Regions from separate parts of the Larimichthys crocea genome. Here region 1 is linked to region 2. The links are chromatin contacts, called in public Hi-C maps. All regions are on one chromosome and are shown on one strand. Each heading gives the region's core, a stretch centred on a gene start, on an enhancer-like site or on the middle of the called end of the contact. The rest is flanking DNA. Distances are from core to core; before and after follow the strand shown. Region 1 holds the start of wu:fc23c09. Region 2 holds the start of fam3c (FAM3 metabolism regulating signaling molecule C).

Region 1 (5,831 bases), core at 3,031-5,530, 130 kb after region 2:
TTGTGAGGATGCAATGGCTTGTACATGCGAGTGTGTGTGTGTGTGTGAGCGATCAATTGGCCTCCTGAGGTGTATTCTTCAAAGAGGGAATCCATTTTACAGATGAGTCCTCCTCAAACAGACAGGAAGATAAAACTAGTTTCATTTGGTTTCTTATGCAAAAAATAATAACCCCCTTTATGTTCTGACCTGTTTCCACAGTTTACTTTTAGTGTATGCAATTTTCTGACCTGACCTTGTTTTGATCAGCCCGTCCTGACTGCACCGTGTGCTGTTTTTTAAGGAGCTGACTGACCTGTTCGATTTGGTGGAGCTATTCCAGGCAGAGGGTTAAAACAACAAAGGCGTTACAGACACTCGCAGGGCCACGGTGACTCCCAGCACATCTGGAGTAAATGCAGGGAAAATATCTGGATGTGGAAAGAAAAGTATGCAAAAGAAAGAATAAAGCCAGGCACTTCCTGTCTCACTTATACTCAACGCAAATTACCTGACTTACATTTCTCTTTTCTTCTCCCTTTGGCTCGTCTTGACATGAGGACACTCCGGTTCGGTCAAGAGAGCACAGTCTGGCATTTCCGAAAGAACATTTTGAATGTTCATTAACGAAAATCATACAAAAATAGTAACTTCCATTCTGCTGCCAAATACCTCTGAACTGGAACGGTCGATGTTTGTTAATGTTTACTCGATCCTCGCATGCCTGATTAAACTGTTATCACTACGTAAGGTGAAAACTATTGAAGAAATCACATTAGCAGCAGAAAATGTGGCACAAACCGCACACTGTTCTGCTCCCCTCATTGTTTTTATTCACAATGAATGTTTTGATCAATTCACGGGTGCAAACATCCTATTATACACATATCATAACACAAAAATATGCAACACTAGCCTGTCAGTAAAAAAAAAAAAGCATCAACACGACACTGTATAAAATCCTGCACTGAAAACAAACTTAAGTAATGAAAAAAAATGTAATTAAAGTATCAAAGGTACTCAATGAAGAAGAATCTAAAAAAACTCATTTAAAATTATTGAAAATAAATAAAAAAATATTAAGAAAAAGCTGCAAATTCTCACATTTAACAGGCTGAAACAATGAAATGATAACTTAAAGATCATCAAAGTAGTTTGATTTGTCATTTTAGCTGCGCTCATATGAACTGTTGAGGCATTTATTCCATAACAAAGCATTATATTTAAGTAGCTTGACGAGAAAAACACACAGGTACAAGTGTCTCCTATTTGTACTTCAGTACATTACTTGAGTAAATGTACTTAGTTACATCAGCACAAAGCGTTTATTCTTGGCTCAGTTTGAAATACATAGTGGTGCTGGTTGTGTTTACAGTGTAAACACTCTGACCTGTATGTATTGGTTCAACCTGCTGGACTGTACAATATGTTCATATGGTGAGGAGCACACATGGACAGAAGGAATACACTCCTATAGGAAAGCAAAGTCCATTTCCATTGTGTGCTGTTGTCCAAGGAGTCACGCACTGCACACAAATCTGACGCTCTTAGCCAACAAATTGATCACAGTCTGTGACCTTTGCCCTTTACCCTTGTTAAACCCCCTACTGCCGCTGCCTCTACCGCCACCAGTCAGACTCCGAGCAGATGGGATAGTTTGGGGGAGGGTTTATTTTTACACAGCCGTGTTGTCACTCAAGCTCGCCCTGTTTTTTTCCCACTACCTCATTTTACATTTTTTTTCTCTCTCTCTGTCATCCTACCCTCTTGGATTTATGCCCTCTAGTCACATAATATTGATGTTTGGTGTGTTTACTGTAAATTAGACTGTGTGCTCTTAAAAAACAGGAAAAAACCTCAGGGCAAGCGGTGTTAATGTTGTCATCAATTATCTGTCCAATTACCATAACCTACATCGATACACACCAGACGCTCTATGGTGTGTCCCGTACTCACACCACATATCTAAAATCACACATTTACGCATTCATACTGAGACACACACACACATATACACACATTCAGACCAAAACCTCATGCAAATTCCACACTGGACTGTGAGGCCACTACCGGGGCCCAGACTTCAGTTTTTTGGTGACCACCTCATGACACATACCTCAATTTCACTTTTGAGGCCAGGGAACACTCTACGAATGTTCATTTTTAATAACCAAACCACAAAAAAACAGAATTTAAAATGAACTTTTATAGCAAAAAATGATCCTAAACCCAGATCCTAGCTTTTATCCACATCTGTAAATGCCACTAGAGACCCTATATTATTCAAATCCATGGCCTAGTTGTGAAACTTTGATAATTTAAAATGATTTTCCCAACATTTGGGGCTTTGCCAAGACTAGAAGGGTAAGGGTAACTGGTGGTGCTGCTGGGCAGCTGTCGGGGCATTTGGATGCACCGGGGAGCAATCATTCAACTGTAGAAGTGATTTTGCTAGAAGGCAGAAGTCCAGACAGACAGATTTTATATCACGAGATTTGTCTGTAAAAGGGATTTCTGAAGCTGTGGATGAGATAGACAGAGCTTGAGATAGATAAATGGCTGTTTTTTTTCTGAGAGGAGCTGATGGGAGAGGATGATAAAAAAACAACAACGTTTAATTACAACAGCTCTAAAGCAGGAGGTGTGTGTCATTATTTGTGATAAAGGTGGAGAAAAATAGCATTTCTAAATGACTACAGCAGGCCTGAAAAAAGAAGAGAGGTATTTTTACCCTAAAACAGGTGCGGGTCTAATAAGAAACCACCCCCACCTCTCGGTTTCTTTCATTATTGCTGCTTTTCACACCCCCTCTCCTATACATTACGTCACCTTCGACAGGAAATGAGATGCCACAGCTCAAGGTGTTAACAGAGTCCTCCAGGTCTTCCTTACAGCCTCCCTTTCCTGCCATTTGAGTATTCATATGGATGATGTTATTTCTTCCTTTTTATGATCCAGAAGAACAAAAATGATTCAGGCACTGACACAGACAAAACATTAAAAACCCATCTGCTGTATTTTTCCCATGCAATGTTATGCAATACGAGCCTCTCTCGGGGGCAACTCGTGCGAGTTATGTGTGGTTATATGCTGCCTCTCTGTGGTCCGTAACAGGTATGACAGTTCAGTTTCTGTCTTGTACACTAGATGCCAGCGTTTAATTTATGTGTGGAAGGACAGCTGTTTCGAGTTATTTGGATGAACAGATCAGCTGTTTTGGCATCAGTTTATGATCCAAATTCGTAAAAAGTAATTTTACGCAGTAAAGTTATCCAGATAACTCAGTAAAGAATCAAAGTTCTGTTCTCATAAATGCTTGAGCAACAATCTAATAACACAACACAATAAATGAGGCGATGAAAAGATATAAAACCGAATCAAAGAGACCATAAAACTCTGTGGACAAGGCTTTGTAAGAAATGTGTTTGTCTTGTGTGCATGCAAGCCCTTGTATATATCTTTTGTTTCTGACACAGGTATGCTTTATCCATGCACAATGCCAAAATTAGACCTTGTGTTAAGTCTGGGAGGAATGTGAGCTGACGTGATACACAATGTGATGAAAACAATAAAAAAAACAAGAAGAACTTGATGTTCTCAGACTCAGTGGGATGTCAAAAGGGTGTCTGATTGCTGGAACGAGACAACCGTGTTCTTCCTGTATAAATATAGATTGTGCAGCTGTGAAGGAAAGAAAACATCTGCAGTGTCCCACACTGTGCTTTTCCATGGGTGACTGCATTTTGTAGGAATACATGACTGAAGGGAAACTGATTAAAAGTAGTGAGTGATAAATCATCTGATGAATGATGATGAAACTAAGTGTTGGATCCGAACTAGAGCTGAAATAAGGGATGTGTTAATGATGAGTCATGTATTATTTGTTTATTATTTGGTTTTGGCTTCTCAAATATGACAATTCACTGCTTTTCTTTGCTTTACATCACTGTAAACTGGATATTTTTGCGTTGTGGACTGTTTGTCGGACAAAACACAATGTCACCTCTAAGGTCATGGGTATTTTTTGACATTTAATAAACTACATAATACAACAATTAATGTATATTACAATCAAAACTCATGCTACATACCCTCATTTAAGTTTTATCTTCGCCACTGTGATCATTTGTCCAGTGAGACCAGGGCTACGAATAGTTTATTTTCATGTCTTACAACTGATTTTCAAGGCATAAATGATCATAACCTAAATCCTCAGACTCACATCTAAAGATTATACTAACTCAAATCTGTGACCGAGTTAAAGTGACTTTAAAACCTAGATCAAGACAAAATGTTTTTTGACATTCATGTGATGAAGCTTGTTCAAAAAACAAAGAAAAACCAGACCTTAACTACAAGAAACACATTTCTGTAAAGTCACTCATTAGCATCCACAGTCCCCAGACTTCCTGAAGTCCGGCAGATTATTAGCATTTGGGTCAAAGGCCAAGCAGTTTCCAGGCCCTACTTGTCACTCCCATATAACCACTGGGATGCTAATGTCTCCCCACGGCGGAGGAGCAAACAGTAGCCACTGTAAAAACCCACCGTCACCTCTGACCCCTCATCCCTAAAAGTCGCCCCCCTTTCCCGCTATTGATCCTTCAGATTCCTCTGACGTTGAGGGTAAGTGTGAGAATTCTTTCAGATAAAGGCATTTGAGGAGTCATTACCTATGGCTCGCCCAGAGTGTGTGTGTGAAAACTCTCCGTACAGAGAGGGGCCACTGAAATGGATCATTAAATTGCCGGTGGTGGTGGTGGTTGTGTTTGTGCGGTTCAAAGGTTGTCCCATTTCTTCTGGACTCTGTCGGCCCGTACAGAGAGGCAGGTGTACAGGACACAAATGCAGGAACTCAACTTTGACATATAAAGGAGGCTATGCACACATCAGGTAAGCAGCAACCTGATTGGACAATGGCTTTGTTGTATTATCTCTCATATGTTTTAACTCAGACCAACTGCTGTATATTTAAATATAAAATAATTTTCTGTTCACACAATGTTAAATCCAAATATGTCTGAAAATGCTGATACAAACTGAGCGTTCACATTTATTGAAGATGAAAAAAAATAACTATAAATCAATGTTATGACACCAAATAAGGATGTATTTCACGTGTTGTTACAGTTTATATGCTTTTTCTTTGCCAAAAAGTAACTTGGCATTAGTTGTGTTTGGAGTCAATTAGACACCAGAGAGGTCCAACTATGAATAAGCTATTATAAAAGTCAAATTACAGAACTCCAAATAGACGTATTTGGTAGTGGTGGTGCTGCAAAAATAGTACAATATCAAACACAGATAATAAGTTTATCTGGTATTACAACTTTCACGGAGTAAGTTTGCAAAATGTCCTACAGGCAAACAATAAAATCTAAGCAACAGCAGGACATGGAAACACTAAACACCAGGTGAGGGACAGAGCTGATGAACTGGATTTAACCATGTTTTAGAGCTGGGCAGCCAAATCATCTTCTGTAGTCGACTTCTTAAACATGTCAGTAAATTTAAAAATCATACTTAATTACTTCATTTGTCTTGAATCCTCTCCTGATTTTGTTTTCTTTCAGATAAAATGGAGGTGTTCACACTGCTGCTCGTGTTTCTCACAGTTTCTGGATATTCATATGTATTGCAACCCAGTAAGTCCAACATCAGGCCTACTTAACATTTCATCTAACAAAATGTACTTCAGTCATAAACACTTCCATGTTAATTATTTCATGAGTTGTTCAAAGGGAATGCCAATCGTTGTAATGCTAATGTGTTACTGTTGACCGACATGATTTTAGTTTCGACTTTGAGAGTAAAAAAATGAAAAAGAAAAAATGTGATTATTGAACTGTAAG
Region 2 (5,342 bases), core at 2,282-4,781:
CCGGTAGATTCTCGCTTCGGTTATTTCAGCACAGTTAGCGAACAGACGAGAAGGCGAGCTCGAAGTTAATCAACGTAGCGCCGGTTTATCAGTAAGCTCCATTTGTACGTTGCTTAGCTTATCAGTATGCATCCTGCGGGCTATGTACAGTGTCATTATGCAAACTTAAGTGCATCTTAACCACTTCACTAAAGCTGTAATATAAACTTATCCTTTGTCAACGTGAACTGAGGTAGTAGCAGCTCTTTATGGTGTAAGCTTTATAGTGGAGGTGTGAGATGATAAAACACTCAGTGATCATATAACTCTAGTTAGTTATTGATAAAGATCATGGACACAGAGGTGTATTCATGTCGTGTGTGATGGGACACATGATTACAGTGTGTGTTTTTAATATAAGGGGACACATTTAAATAAACTTTACGTATTGTCTTTGTTTCCCCGCACAGGTTTCCAGGAGAATCGCGATGATGGTCAGGGCTGGCAGTGGTGCAATCACCTCTGATCTGTTCATATCATGTTGATAATGAATAATACCTCCTATATACACCCATCCATCTGCTCTATTCGTCTCTCGTGCAGGTATTCTGAAGCTCGCCGCACTGATTTTTGCATTCCTCCTAGCTGTCTTCTGGCTTTTCAGCTGCTAGAGATCAACATGGATTTTACACTGAGCAATGTGTAGGTGAGTGTCACTCCCTAATAAAAGTTGCGGCTGTACAAAGAAGTGCGAGAGAGGTTAAGAAAAACATGGCATCGGTTAAAGGAATATTGTGGTCGTAGTGGTGGTGGCACATGAAAATGTCCTTTTTAAAAGTATATACTTGTTTTGCCTTTCAGCTAAATCTTGTCAAAAACGAAGCCCGTAAGTATATTAAAACTAATATTATCTCATCTCTCCACTCTGTTGCTCTCAAGTCTGATCTGTTTTGATAACACGCTCCTTTTCTTTGTTAACATAAGTGCAGTAACAATGTGTAGAGATCATGACCTAATCCTAAACTATGTATCTATACATAAAGGAAATCCACCTTGTGTGTTTTGTTATATTATTTATGTGATCGGACGCGTATTTACCCTAAATAATATAAGTTTTATGTTCGCAGCAACGAAGCAAACCAGTACAACAAGTGCGGCTTGTCCAAGTCATGTCCGCCGGACACTTCGCCTTCAAGATGGCGGGCGGAGCAGCCAGCGTGGTTGGGCCGAAATTTGCCTGGAGGATAAATTGTAAGTGAGGCGATACATTTCACGAACCTTGAAACCTGAAACATTAACAAATGTTTTACAAGGCACTGTAATGTTGCCGTGCGCAGACATTTAAATATGGTTATTAATGTGCAGTCACAAGAGTAGTTGTATTGTTAACAAATACATTAATAAACTCTTTGTGCATGTTTCATAGTGTGTGACTGTTATACATGAATAAATATTAGAGATCCTGAACTGCTATTTGCTCTGTAAAAACATGCTCCCTGAGCCCATCCTGAGCAGGGAATTAAGTCTCACTCACGCTTTGTGTGTGTGTCGTAATCTGATCTTCTCTACTGTTTTTTTAAGTAACCCGTCTGGCCGCCTGTTCATGTCCTGCCTGTGTTAAACTCTTGTGTTGAAAGATTTTGAGGGACCGGTTAGGATGAGGAAGATGCGATGGCATGTAATGCTAATGTGAAATAAATAGATTATAGGAATGGCTGGGCTCGAGGAGAGCGATACGACGACATCTTTTTCCGTCTAACTCTGAATTAAAAGTTATTAAGAGTTGGTGATTGTTGAAAACAATGGAATGATTAACCCTCATATTATTGCGGACACTTTTGTTCTCTTTATCTGGCATTCAATCACTGTGAGGATTTTAACCCTTTAAATGGCAGTTTGATTCTTGAGGTTATTTATGGAAAAAAGTAGGGATGCACGTTTTATCGGACCGATAAAATATCGGCCGATATGGGGAGAAATTACGTCATTTTTTTATCGACCCGATAGGTTCATTTTAACCGATAAAAGGTACGATAAATTAATGAAATTGGGGGGAATTGTTTGCCGGCCGAGTCGCCCCAAAAGTTATCGCGCTTACTGGCAGGACCCAAGCTGGCCCCGTCTCTGCCGCTCAATAATGAACTGTCTCACCAGTGTGGTCGTTTTCGTAGTGCAGAAGATAACGACAGCATTGCTGTTTGCAAAAGTTGTTCAGCGACGATGGAGGAAGAGAAGAAGACTTCGAGTTTTAATACGATGCGACGCGAAGTGTGTGTTTTTAGCTCCGGCTGTTGTGTTGTTGTGAGTGCTGATTGACACCTGTCACCGGTCGGCCAATCAGTGTGTGTTTGGGTAGCAATGCTTGGTAGAGCTTTTAGCTGGTTTTCTCCCTGCCCATTTTGGTATGCATATGTCAGGATTGGTGCTTCCTGGCGCTGATCGTCTGTTGTGCAAAAAAAAAAAAAACTAAAAACTACCAATACTCTTCAGTATAGAAGTAAGGTGTAGTGTAGTTTTAAATGTAAAACACATGTTTGTGTTGGAGAACTTCAAAATTATTAAATTTAAATGCTAATTTACATTTTTTGGGACCACATGGGACCAACAGTAGCGTGCTATTTTTTTTTATTTATTTATGCGTCTACGTTGTTTTGGCTTTCTTCAATTTATCTTCTGTTGTGGAGGTTTGTGCTGAAGTAGAAAGGCTTCTTTACTTCCCTTTATCCTCCTCTGACAATTCATAGTTTGAATCATTTCATTGAATCATTCGTGATAATTTAAGCTATCTTTAGATAACGACCATTAATGAAGCGGAGTGATACGTGTAAGTTAATGGGCCTAGCTATATCGCGGTTTGGTTCGATCAAAATAGCCGTTGAGGACTAACTTTTGTATATTAGACAGCAACAGTTGTAGACTTTAACAAAGCATAAAAGAGAAACGTATTGTAAGGTAAGAAAGGTAAGAAATTTAATACATTTTAATCAATATAAATCTAAGGTGTACATATATAAGCGATATCACACGGGAAGGGAGTGACGTTACACTGAATATCGGCACGGCTGTGATTCGGCCTCATTGATTTGACTCCGCCGATACAAATAGTTCCACAACTGGACTGGGACTGCGCCGTTGCCTAGCAACGCGCCAACATTTACCTTTATTTATACGTCTACGATGTTTTGGCTTTCTTCAATTTATCTTTACTTCCCTTTATGACAATTCATAGTTTGAATCATTTTAGGAAAATGTTTCATCTTCGTGATAATTTAAGCTATCTTTAGATAACGACCGTTAATGAAGCGGAGTGATACGTGTAAGTTAACGGGCCTAGCTTGAACCTAGTTTGGTTCGATCAAAATAACCGTTGGGGACTAACTTCTGCAACAGTTGTTGGCTTTAACAAAGCACAAAAGAGAAACATGTCGTAAGAAGGTAAGAAATTATATTTAATATTTAATGTTGGATTACTGTTGAGGTAAGTAAATATTTAACACACACACACAACCGTGCTAAAACAAACAAAAAAAAAATCTTCGGTTTCTTTGGCGGAGTGACACATCGTGCCTCCTGTCGCCTCCACTCACCAGCTCAAGCTACTAGCATAACGTGAGTCATAACTTATCAGGTAAGGTGAAGCTCGTTTCGATCTGTGGTTACCTTCGGAAGTTCAACAGGTAAGACATGATTTATTATTATATTTTTTTTAGTTATATTATTACCAACACCGCCGGTAGATTCTCGCTTCGGTTATTTCAGCATCAGTTAGCGAACAGACGAGAAGGCGAGCTCGAAGTTAATCAACGTAGCGCCGGTTTATCAGTAAAAGCTCCATTTGTACGTTGCTTAGCTTATCAGTATGCATCCCGCGGGCTATGTACAGTGTCATTACGCAAACCTAAGTGCATCTTAACCACTTCACTAAAGCTGTAATATAACTTATCCTTATGTCAACGTGAACTGAGGTAGTAGCAGCTCTTTATGGTGTAAGCTTTATATGTGGAGGTGTGAGATGATAAAACACTCAGTGATCATTAACTCTAGTTAGTTATTGATAAAGATCATGGACACAGAGGTGATTAATTATGTCGTGTGTGATGGGACACATGATTAACAGTGTGTGTTTTTAATATAAGGGGACACATTTAAATAAACTTTACGTATTGTCTTTGTTTCACCCGCACAGGTTTCCAGGAGAATCGCGATGATGGTCAGGGCTGGCAGTGAGTGCAATCACCTCTGATCTGTTCATATCATGTTGATAAGGAATAATACCTCCTCTATACACACATCCATCTACTCTATTCGTCTCTCGTGCAGGTATTCTGAAGCTCGCCGCACTGATTTTTGCATTCCTCCTAGCTGTCTTTCTGGCTTTTCAGCTGCTAGAGATCAACATGGATTTTACACTGAGCAATGTGATAGGTGAGTGTCACTCCCTAATAAAGTTGCGGCTGTACAAAGAAGTGCGAGAGGGTTAAGAAAACATGGCATCGAGTTAAAGGAATATTGTGTCGTAGTGGTGGTGGCCACTGAAAATGTCCTTTTTTAAACGTATATACTTGTTTTGCCTTTCAGCTAAATCTTTGTCAACAAACGAAGCCCGTAAGTATATTAAAACTATTATTATCTCATCTCTCCACTCTGTTGCTCTCAAGTCCGATCTGTTTTGATAACACGCCTCCTTTCTTTTGTTAACATAAGTGCAGTAACAATGTAGAGATCATGACCTAATCCTAAACTATGTATCTATACAATAAAGGAAATCCACGCTTGTGTGTTTTGTTATTATTATTTATGTGATCGGACAACGTATTTACCCTAAATAATATAAGTTTTATGTTCGCAGCAACGAAGCAAACCAGATACAACAAGTGCGGCTTGTCCAAGTCATGTCCGCCCGGACACTTCGCCTTCAAGATGGCGAGCGGAGCAGCCAGCGTGGTTGGGCCGAAAATTTGCCTGGAGGATAAATTGTAAGTGAGGCGATACATTTCACGAACCTTGAAACCTGAAACATTTAACAAATGTTTTACAAGGCACTGTAATGTTGCCGTGCGCAGACATTTAAATATGGTTATTAATGTGCAGTCAACAAGAGTAGTTGTAGTTGTTAACAAATACATTAATAAACTCTTTGTGCATGTTTCATAGTGTGTGACTGTTAATACATGAATAAATATTAGAGATCCTGAACTGCTATTTGCTCTGTAAAAACATAGCTCCCTGAGCCCATCCTGAGCAGGGAATTAAGTCTCACTCACGCTTTGTGTGTGTGTCGTAATCTGATCTTCTCTACTGTTTGTTTTAAGTAACCCGTCTGGCTGCCTGTTCATGTCCTGCCTGTGTTAAACTCTATGTGA

The links. A called contact is a pair of places that touch in the nucleus more often than the background predicts.
Region 1: a contact with region 2 is called in a Hi-C map of muscle, with 6 times the contacts expected there. The contact joins the promoter of wu:fc23c09 here to the promoter of fam3c in region 2. A contact is called at or near these places in 7 of 7 Hi-C or Micro-C datasets (all in muscle).

Annotation. Positions count from the first base shown.
Region 1 is chrXX:287,054-292,884 of L_crocea_2.0, forward strand. It overlaps wu:fc23c09, which reads left to right and starts at 4,281. Exons shown (of 4, transcript XM_010730650.3): 1 at 4,281-4,872; 2 at 5,553-5,624. The coding sequence starts at 4,860.
Region 2 is chrXX:158,916-164,257 of L_crocea_2.0, forward strand. It overlaps fam3c (FAM3 metabolism regulating signaling molecule C), which reads left to right and starts at 3,532. Exons shown (of 10, transcript XM_010730636.3): 1 at 3,532-3,656; 2 at 4,166-4,202; 3 at 4,300-4,404; 4 at 4,558-4,584; 5 at 4,829-4,955. The coding sequence starts at 4,184. It overlaps LOC113748373 (a long non-coding RNA gene), which reads left to right. Exons shown (of 3, transcript XR_003464306.1): 2 at 450-486; 3 at 583-631.